Linked DNA regions of Mus musculus: region 1 is linked to region 2. A link is a contact called in public HiChIP or PLAC-seq data. All regions are on one chromosome and are shown on one strand. The core of a region is the stretch at or near the end of the contact, and the rest is flanking DNA. Distances in the headings are between cores, read along the strand shown.

Region 1 (5,132 bases), core at 1,822-4,321, 410 kb after region 2:
CTTTGCAAATGTTGAAATAAAGGTTCAGTGACACTTCTAACTGGTTCAACTGAACAGCATTGGCAAGGATTTGGGTCAGAGTTGAAGCTTGCTTTCTGCAATTCCAAACATGGCTTTCCACGTGGTCCTTGCTCTTTCTGTAATACTCTTCAAAGGGATAATTTCCGTAGTTGTAAAGGATCCTTAGTTCATGGTTCCAATATAGGAGAAAGGCTTTTTGGAGGACTCAGAAAAAGCAGTGTCTGATATACATTAGTATACTACATGTGCTCAATCCTCTATCTATCCATCATCTATCTATCCATCTATCATCTATCTATCTGTTTGTCTATCTGTCTGTCTATCATTTATCTTATTTTTTCAGAAGCAATGAAACTATGGAGAGTAGTGGGTAGCATAGTGAGAGGAGACAAAGGTGGAAAGATGAGGAGAGGAACTCTGTACAGGGTATCACACACCATCTATGACCTGTACTGTCAATGCTACACAAGTGTTGTAGAGCTTTCAGTAAAGGTCAGACAATCCTGATGATGAGAACAATGGGCCAAGCCAGAGGGCCCCATCTTTGCCCCCTCCACACTTTTACTCCTTTTTTCCCATTTTTATTAGGTATTTAGCTCATTTACATTTCCAATGCTATACCAAAAGTCCCCCCATACCCACCCACCCCCACTCCCCTACCCACCCACTCCCCCTTTTTGGCCCTGGCGTTCCCCTGTACTGGGGCATATAAAGTTTGCATGTCCAATGGGTCACTCTTTCCAGTGATGGCCGACTAGGCCATCTTTTGATACATATGCAGCTAGAGTCAAGAGCTCCGGGGTACTGGTTAGTTCATAATGTTGTTCCACCTATAGGGTTGCAGATCCCTTTAGCTCCTTGGGTACTTTCTCTAGCTCCTCCATTGGGAGCCCTGTGATCCATCCATTAGCTGACTGTGAGCATCCACTTCTGTGTTTGCTAGGCCCCGGCATAGTCTCACAAGAGACAGCTACATCTGGGTCCTTTCAATAAAATCTTGCTAGTGTTTGCAATGGTGTCAGCGTTTGGATGCTGATTATGGGGTGGATCCCTGGATATGGCAGTCTCTACATGGTCCATCCTTTCATCTCAGCTCCAAACTTTGTCTCTGTAACTCCTTCCATGGGTGTTTTGTTCCCAATTCTAAGGAGGGGCATACACACTTTTACTCTTACCACTAGTTGGAAGCGCTTTTTTTTTTTTTTCTCTCGTCAATGGCAGACCTCAAATTCCTATGCTGGAAAAATGTCAAGGTCTTCAAGTTCTTTAAGAAGAGACTGCCCACTTCTTCTGAGGTTCACACCAGAAATGCTGGCTAGTATGTGGGGGAAAAGAGGCTTTCTTTGTGGTTTGCCAGCTTCATGGGCTGACACATAAATAAGCATAGGTAAATAATTTTCTGGAAACCAGCCAAGTAAAATGATATGTTCTCAGACCAACCTGGAGATCCGAGTCAGAAGTGAGGCCATCTTTGCCACAGTGCTCATGCATGGTTTACAGGTTCCCTGTTTAGCTGACTCCCTTGGAAGAGTCTGTATAATACCAGATCAAGCCTCCTTAGGTCTTACTCTAAAGACTGTCTCTAAACAGAGCAAAAGAGGAGACAGGCATCTTGAAGCTGAGAAGTGGGAGGGAGAACAGAGATAAGAGAAAAAAATAGGAGTTGAAATCTGTGATGGGCAACCACAGACCTCATGCCTAGGGGATTAAAACACTCTATAGTGATTATCCCCAAATGGATTGCATTGTGTCTTTTCATTGTGATGGTGCTAAAATGGTCACCAGGAAGTCAGAAAGTCAACTTCAGGTTTTCACCAGCATTTGTGTGTACCATGGGAACCCCTCACATGACCTGCATATGTTAGCTAAATGCCCCAAACCAATGGTAGATGCCTGGCATTGAAGAGCTCTGGAGATGCCTTCCTCCTGAAGAGCCACAGTGGCTTTTCAGAAGGCCTCTCTGGGTTTTACAGTCAGAGCCTCTGAAATTCTCAGGGCCCCAGGAGTGATCTTTACAGTCGTTATCTGTGTGTTCCAGGTAGCTGATGCTCTCTTGTTTAAAATTCTCCAGTGAGATTCCAGATTTGTCAGGGTGAACTTCAAAGTCCCTGTGTCCTTTGGTTACTGTGAGCCTTTGCAGGCCTCAGCCCCCTCTCTACGTGAAATATTTTCTTTCTGGCATTTTCAAGGATGGACCCCTTCTCATGTGTGTACGTGTGCATGTGTTTTCATGTGAGTGAGTTGTGTCCTTTATCAAGTGTCCTCTAATTCCTGACCCCTGACTGTTTTGGGACAGGGTCTCTCACAGCCTGCCAAGTAGACTAGGATGGCCGACCAGTGACCTCCAGTGGTCAGCCTACTTGCCTCCCCTTCCGGAGTCTGGAGTTTTAAGTGCTTACTCTTCCCATTCTGAAACTTGTGATGGACACCAAGCTTTCGTCAAACTCAGAGTTTCTCCTGCCTCTGCCTGACAAATGCAGGCACTAAAAGCGTACACCACTCTATTTTGCTGTTTGCCCTGCTCTAACTCCCTTTATTTTATATTCTCTCTGCTTTAACAATCGATGTCTCATCCCACTTTCTCACCATGTTCCTGTTCCATCCTGTTATTCCTCCCCTCCCCTTGCCGCCATCAAGACACTGTTGGTAAGATGCTGCTTCCTGTGAGACCTGCCCTGGAAGTGAGCTGGGCTATCCCTGTTCTCATCGAAGCTTAGGCTTGCTCTGTTGCTGCTCTGGATTCTCTGGGCATTTTCTCACTTAGTTTTCTTTTGCCTCTCCCTGGTGACTTTGACTTGCATGTGCAGTCTGTGATCTAAACACAGGGCACAACTGGTGACAGAAAAAAAAGATAAACAAATAAATGTGAGATAAAGAAATAAAAGGAAACTAGGCGTACTGACATTCTAATAAAGAGGTCTCTGTACTATCTATCATGCAGAGGCCCAAAATGCTGTCATAACCTTTTGCCTCCTCAGGCTGTGTAGGAACCATGCTAACCTCAGCCTCGGCAATGTGACAGATCTTCCTGGAATAACCAGAATCAGGGGGGCTGGGTGTCTCTTGCCCACACCCAGTGCTGTGTTCGCTTTCTGTGTTTCCTGTCTGCCCACTCACGTTTGATTTGGTCTCTTTCTCATCAGTGAGGCTATTTTCTTTCACAACATATGCTTATTTTTTATTTTGCCCATCCTTTTGAAATGCTCATGTCTCTCTGACATTTGTCAAAATGGTTTAATGTTTTTTATTTTATAAATTCACGTCTTTAGAGACCTGCCCTTGCAATTTAGGGATACAACCACCAGGTGGCAGGATGGCTTTCAAACTACCAGGCTCAGCCTATTGGCTGAATTCTGTAGGAAGTAGGTGTCTACCCAACTTAAGAATGGCAGCCCCTGCAGGGCACTTCTAGGGTGAGAAGCTCAGGGAGGGAAGACAGCCATTTAGTTATGAAAATGGAGGGGAAAAAAGTCGTCTGTGCAAATGCCTGGGGTCAGCAATTTAGGAGCACTGATTACCATCCATGGCGGTCCTTCTCCTCAAGAGTTAAGTCATCTGACAAGGTGTCCTTCAACCATGTTGGACACTGCCTTGATCTCACTCAGTAGGGATGCTCCATCTCTCAAATAGCCCTTTCTAAGCAACCTTTAGCACTGCCATGTCACTGATGTCTGTCCGGGTGGGTCTTAGAGCTATTCCCTCTTATTTGCCCCCTCCTCCAAGAAATCTGTCAGAAGAAATCAAAGGAAAAATTTTAAAAAAGGCCATGGTGGCTGTGTTCCATGCAATGTTTTGTTCTGTTTCCACCAGAAGGGAAAGATTCGAAATGTCCCACCACCTGGGTCCACTTGGTTTGCCTGAAGTTAATTCACTCACCAGCTGTCAGGGCTGCTTCTGTCCTTGGGTGAGATTTGGCTTGCTCACCCACTCTTCTGAGCTGCAACTGGGCCTGGCCTCATTAGAAGCCATGTGGCCTCCATAGCTGGCACCATTACTGTCCCTGGAGTCAACCCGGATTACATCAGCCTCCTCTGATGGCCCAGAGCAGATTTCACACTTTTTTTCCTCTTTCCAATTTGTGCTGTTTGGTTGCTGCCTTTGCATCCTGGGGAGTCGCTGTGTGGTATGCAGTCAGAGGGGCTGCCATGATTCTCAGTCTTGCTCTTACAGCTCAGCCCCACTTCTCCAACTCAGTGCCCCCGGGGGACTCCAGGTGGGGGTGAGCTTACAAACACTATCCACTTTAAATTTTTTTCTGAGTAACTCAGGTTGGTACTGTAGATGGTGAGGTTTTTGGCAGACTTATACTCCCCATCCTTTCTAACAGATGCATGGGAGAATCCCAAGAGTGCACACGGGAGCATATCTTTGTTCAAAAGGCTGGGCAGCCTTCTATTGACTTGACCCACACCAGGTGGGGGATACACATAGAGGCTTTCTCATGGAGTTAATGAAGCTGAACAAGAATTTACTCGGGTCTTCTATCACATTGCTGGGTACCATTTAGATGGATTGTGGGTGATGAAAATGAGCTTGAGTTATGCATGAGAAACGTTAAATTCCAGTCTTCACTGCACCCCTGTAAATACCTGCGCTGTTTAAGAGATATAAGAATGCATACTGCAGAAGACCAACATCGCCCAACAGGTGACAGAGACTCAGAACAACACTGTTCTGGGTCTTTCTAGACCAAACCTTGCATGCTCTCCTCTGAAGCAGTTCATGTCATTCCTAAGTCTGATTGTTTTTCAGTTCATAAAAGCAAGACTTGCTTAGTATAAAAAATTCAAAGACGTAGACAAATACAGTCTTTGAACTATCTTTGGCCCATGAGTCAGTGTTAACTTCACCAAACGATTTGATGTGTCTCCATTCTGTGGTTATTGTCAGCAATATTTCTAATACACAGCTAAGTAGATCAACAGATGGGCCAACACTCAGTTAACTCTTTCTCCATTGGTCTAAATTTGAGTCTTGTCTCACACAAATGGCAATCACAGGGTAGAGTTTGAATTCCCCCTTCAGGGACTATCAGTACTTGGAATATTTCTTGGCCAATAGCCTCAGTGCATGTGAAGCTGATTTGCACACTGGCAACTCGAAGTCCTGTG
Region 2 (4,855 bases), core at 1,959-4,458:
TTTCTGGTACCATATCCCCAAATGGACTTGAGGGTGGCATGGTGGTTAGGGGGTGTGAATGGAACAAGCAACCCTCCACCTGAGATGCTAGCACCAGGTAAAGCTGAGTTGAATGCTGGGATTTGGATTTGTTGAAGGGAAACTTAAGAAAATCAGCCCATTTCCATTGTCACTCACTTAATACAGAATGTCTTCCATCTCTATGGTGATTTCTTCTGCATGCTAGGACTATTTGATTCTTATTCTGGATCCTTCCAGACTAAGACCCTGATCAGTCCAGGAATAGCACAGGAAATTATCTGGGGGAACATCACAGGGCCCTTTATGCCAGGTCACCAGTGAGCTCCGGGGATCTCTGTCTCCTCCGTGCTGGCACTTCATATACACATGCTGCCACACCAGGCTTTTATGTGAGTGGTAGGAATCCAAACTCAGGTCTTCATGCTTATGCCCTTTACTGTTGGAGTCACCTCCTCAAAAATGCTTCTTTATGCAGTGCTATGAGCAGATGGAAGAGCGTTTGGGAGAACTTGACATTACCTTTCCTTTCTTAGCAGCATTTTTAACCTAGTGGGCAAATAGCTGCTTATCTCATAGATACCGAATCTATTCAGACTGGTCACTTCCATTTTAACTCGTGCAACAGACTAGTTTTGAGAGACCCAGTTGTGCATTTGGAATGGCCTTACCAGAGCAGAGCCAAACAATCCCTTTTAGGTATGCACCTTCCCTTAGCTCTGGCTCCAACAAGAAAGCAAGAGGGCACTAACCATTGCAGCATCCCTGTCAGTGAATGCCAGGCTTCCCCTGCCCCTGGTCTGGCCTTTGCACACTAGCATCTTGGGGACCGGGGTCACCCACCTGCACATACTAATGAGACTCATTAACACCAGGGGACCAAGAGGCTTGCAAGGGACATTATTGTGGCCATTCTCTCCTTTGACAAAGGACCTCATTGTCACTTTCCCTTCTTTCTTCCCCTGTCTGTCATTAAAGCTGAAGTGGGGTCAGGGCAGGGGTGGGTGAGTGGGTGGTGGGTGGTTGAGGGTGGAGAAACCTTCCCTAACAGCTCCCTAGAACTTTGAAAGACTCAGCTGTTCTGAGAACAAAACAACTCCGCATACGTCTCCTAGTTGGATAAACACTTTCTCTGCTCTACACCCTGACCTGGAGAGGCTCCTGCTTTAAACAGAGTCTAAAGCTTTCCTGTGGCATGGAACATCAGTGGAGTGATGTTGATGTTGCAGGGAACCACTTGCTACTTTTACTGTAGAGATTTCAAGAGGATAATTTGGAAAGTCTTGCATAGTCCTGGGGCCTGGGATGGATTGGGTTAATATTCTTTCCTTGCCACTCATACATGAATGGGACTCACTGGGCTGTGTGACCATGAGAACGTACCTATGTCAGAACATTATCCAGAGAATATAAGCTGCTGAAAGTGGCTGAGGAGTTCTCAAGCAGGGGGCATGTGGCTCTTGTCAGAGCCTGGAACAAGGCACTAGTAATCTATGTGGCTCTGCTGGGCATTTAGCCAGAATTACCTATTCTGTTGTGTGGCTCTGATGGAACGTTCCTAGTCAATGGGGGTGTGCTCTTATGCTATTGGTCTAGGGGATGGTCACAGGTTTAAAGACATCAAAGATTTTAGTTGTGCGGACAGAGCAAAGATAGATGCTGCCACTGAAACATCCTTAGACAATGTGCAGACAGACATTATCTTTGTGTTGCTATTATTATTGTTCCTTATTTGATTATTTGGGAGGGGGGTAAGAAACAGAAGTATTTTTAAACTACAATAAACATGTTAAAAATATGGAGAGTGGGGCGAATCCAAGAAAGAAATTGCTTGTGGCTCTACTGTCCCGGAAGGGACAATCCTAACGAGTGTCCTGATCGACTCACTTCCGACCTTTGAGGAAGGAGCTCCTCTCTAAGGGGACATTTGGGATGTGCACATATTTATTTTTTATGATGGCTGAAATTCTTTCATGTAATTTTAAATCCTGTCACTTGAATTCAGCAGAAAAACCCAAGTTCTTGTATCATTATATTCTTTTGAAACCAAACTGTCTCTTTTTGTTGTTGTTGTTGTTGTCATCTTAAAAAAAATCATTGTCCCTCTGGCATGGTTTTCTGAGAGAGACTTAAAAACCTACCCTGATAGAGGCTTTCTTGTGGAAGCAGTTATTTAAGACAAGGTTCTTCCAGTAGGAGACCTCCTATTTGTTTCTGATAAGAGCATGATACACAAGGTTTCACGTCTTCAGTGTCATTTGGGGGCAAAAAGAGGGTGGTCCAAGAGTCTGAAAGCACATTAGTTATTTTCTATGTTGGTCTTTGTGGGTGGCGAAGTCATTTCCTACCAACGAATGCAATGCTTTTGTCAGAATCTGATCTCCATGTAGTAGACCTCTCAGGAACTCATTTTCTGTTCTTTACCTAATTGCTGTCTTCTAAGCCATCTATTGAAACACACATCTCCTTTGCTGTGTAAAAGACTAAAGCCCAAGCTGGGCATGGTGGCGCACACCTTTAATCCCAGTACTTGGGAGGCACAGGCAGGCGGATTTCTGAGTTCGAGGCCAGCCTGGTCTACAAAATGAGTTCCAGGACAGCCAGGGCTATAAAGAGAAACCCTGTCTTGAAAAACAACAACAACAACAACAACAACAACAACAACAACAACAACCACCACCAAAACAACAAAACAAAACAAAGCAAAACAAAAACAAAAACTAAAGCTCAGATAAGACTTCATGCGCTGTCCCCACCGGAAGGTAGACCTGCTTTCTTACTTCTCACTGGGTTCCTTCCCAGTCCCTTCTCCCGCTCCTTTACTTTTGCCTGGCACTTCTTGCTTCCATGCAGGTGTGTCTTAGCCCAGCCTCCGAGTCTAAGGATGCTCTCCTTGAAAACAAACCAGCACTGCACATATTCAATGCCACACAATTAGATCTCAAAATAGCTAACCGTGGATTCTTTAAAATAAAAGATACCATCCCAGTGGAAGTGACACGCTTCCAGAGACACCTTCAGGAAAGCAGTTCTACCTTAGTGAAGAAGAATCAAAACAAAACAAAAATAACAATTAAAGGAATGTTGGCAAAGTGAAATAGAAAGTGATGTGGTTTAGGCAGGAACTAGCATACAGGAAATGCTGACCCAAAAGATAAAGACAGAGCATGACCACTGAAGTATCTCCCTCATCTAGAAACACCTACATAATGAATGCTAAGTAAGAGGAAAGAAAATGAGCAGGCACAGCATTAATCAGCTTTTATCTCTGTGTTGTAAAGCAACGTATGTCTTGATAAAGTCTCTATAGCAAGAAGCATACAGTCAATGAGACCACACACCTGATGAGCTGGGGGGGTGGGGTCTCTGTTTTAACCTCAAGCCCTCCAGCAGCTGTGTTAGCCAACTTTCCATCACTCTCACAAAATACCTGAGAAAATCAATTTAATAAACAAAGGGTTTATTTTGGGGCTTATGGTTTCTAAGAGTTCAGTTGCCTGGCCTTGTTGGTTTGGGCCTTTGGTAGCATTGCACATCATAGCTGGGCTGCTGAGGCAGTTCATCAGATTAGAAGTGGGGTCCCAATATCCATCACTAATACCCTGCACAGATGACCTAGCTTCCTTCCACCAGGAACCTCCTAAAAGGTTCTACCTACCATCTCTCATTAGTGACCGAGACTGGTGATCAGGTCTTTAATACATGGGTTCATAAGAGCCATTTCCAATCAAACTTAAAGCAACAGCATTGCCTTTAGCTCTCAGTTCAGAGACTTGCATGTTCTCTCTCTCTCTCTCTCTCTCTCTCTCTCTCTCTCTCTCTCTCTCACACACACACACACACATCTAGATGGAAATGTTTGTGACATTAAAATGACCTGTGAAATTGCTGGTTTCATACAAGGCTTTTGAGATGTAAAATGGAAATGACAAATACAACCAAGTACTTTTCCACCAATAGCTCAATAGCTCAGGTCTCTGATGGTGGAGAAGAGTTCCCTGAGTGAGGTATATGGAGAATATGGGCCCAAGCCAAGGTGTAGAGGGATCAGGGTAGCTTCCTGCTTTACTAATGACACAGTGCATTTGTGGGCCAGTTGAGAGCTTCCAGGAACATTTCATATCCCTGAGCTCATATGTTTTCCTGTGACACTTCATAGACTGGCTGGAAGAGAGAAGAAGTCCTCTCTCGCCATTGGGTGGGAGACCATGCTAGGAATGGATGCCGGGGAACTCACGTGGCCTGGACGGAAGAGAACCCTAACAGGCTGGAGCTTGCCTATCAATACTGACTTCTGACCAACAGATGTATGCGCTTTGGAACACAACTAAGCTTCTGGTTTTGGTGAAAATAGTTAGGTTACAGTTATTAATTAGCATACCTACTAGTTTACCTGTTAACTCATAGGTAAAGAAAAAAACAACAACAGCTAAAACAGTTCCCTATGAAGTATTTGCAGGAGCTAGAGTTGACTACCAGGAGAAAGATGACTAGGTAACCAAGCCATGAGAATGTCTAGAGAAAAACCATGAGGTTTTCCATAGCATCTTCTTCCTACTAAACAATCACTACTTCCACTGCCAGGAAGTAGTTGAAAACCATGACTATTCATGGGTATGTGTTGTGAAGGGAATACCAGTTCATTGGTGGCTAAGGCCAGCTGTTGCTGACATGGTGAGTGTGTGAGCTGCAACTGGCCGAGGAGGCTTTCCCTTATCCCAGCAGAGAGATGGATTCAGAGGCTCACATGCAATCTGTCTGAGAACGATCTTAGGGCAAGTGGCCTGGTGATCATATCTCCAAAAAAGTTTGTGTCCTAGGCCATTGAGCTTGACAC

The links. HiChIP or PLAC-seq counts read pairs in DNA pulled down with a chosen protein or histone mark.
Region 1: a BATF HiChIP or PLAC-seq map of CD8 T cells shows a contact between it and region 2, with 6 read pairs. The contact joins two enhancer-like sites. A contact is called at or near these places in 2 of 484 Hi-C or Micro-C datasets (cerebellar granule neurons and cortical neurons) and 1 of 115 datasets of contacts at active chromatin or transcription factors (CD8 T cells).

Annotation. Positions count from the first base shown.
Region 1 is chr12:25,861,245-25,866,376 of GRCm38.p6, forward strand. No RefSeq gene overlaps it. Among named protein-coding and RNA genes, the nearest start is that of Gm29835, 120 kb to the right of the region's middle. Within about 2 kb of position 3,072, at least 27 of the 459 cell types and tissues checked have an H3K27ac peak or open chromatin away from gene starts, as enhancers often do. A contact at or near this core is called in CD8 T cells, where this site is marked.
Region 2 is chr12:25,452,598-25,457,452 of GRCm38.p6, forward strand. The region is part of intron 9 of Gm36723 (a long non-coding RNA gene); the gene reads left to right. Among named protein-coding and RNA genes, the nearest start is that of Gm36886, 20 kb to the right of the region's middle. Within about 2 kb of position 3,209, at least 12 of the 459 cell types and tissues checked have an H3K27ac peak or open chromatin away from gene starts, as enhancers often do. A contact at or near this core is called in CD8 T cells, where this site is marked.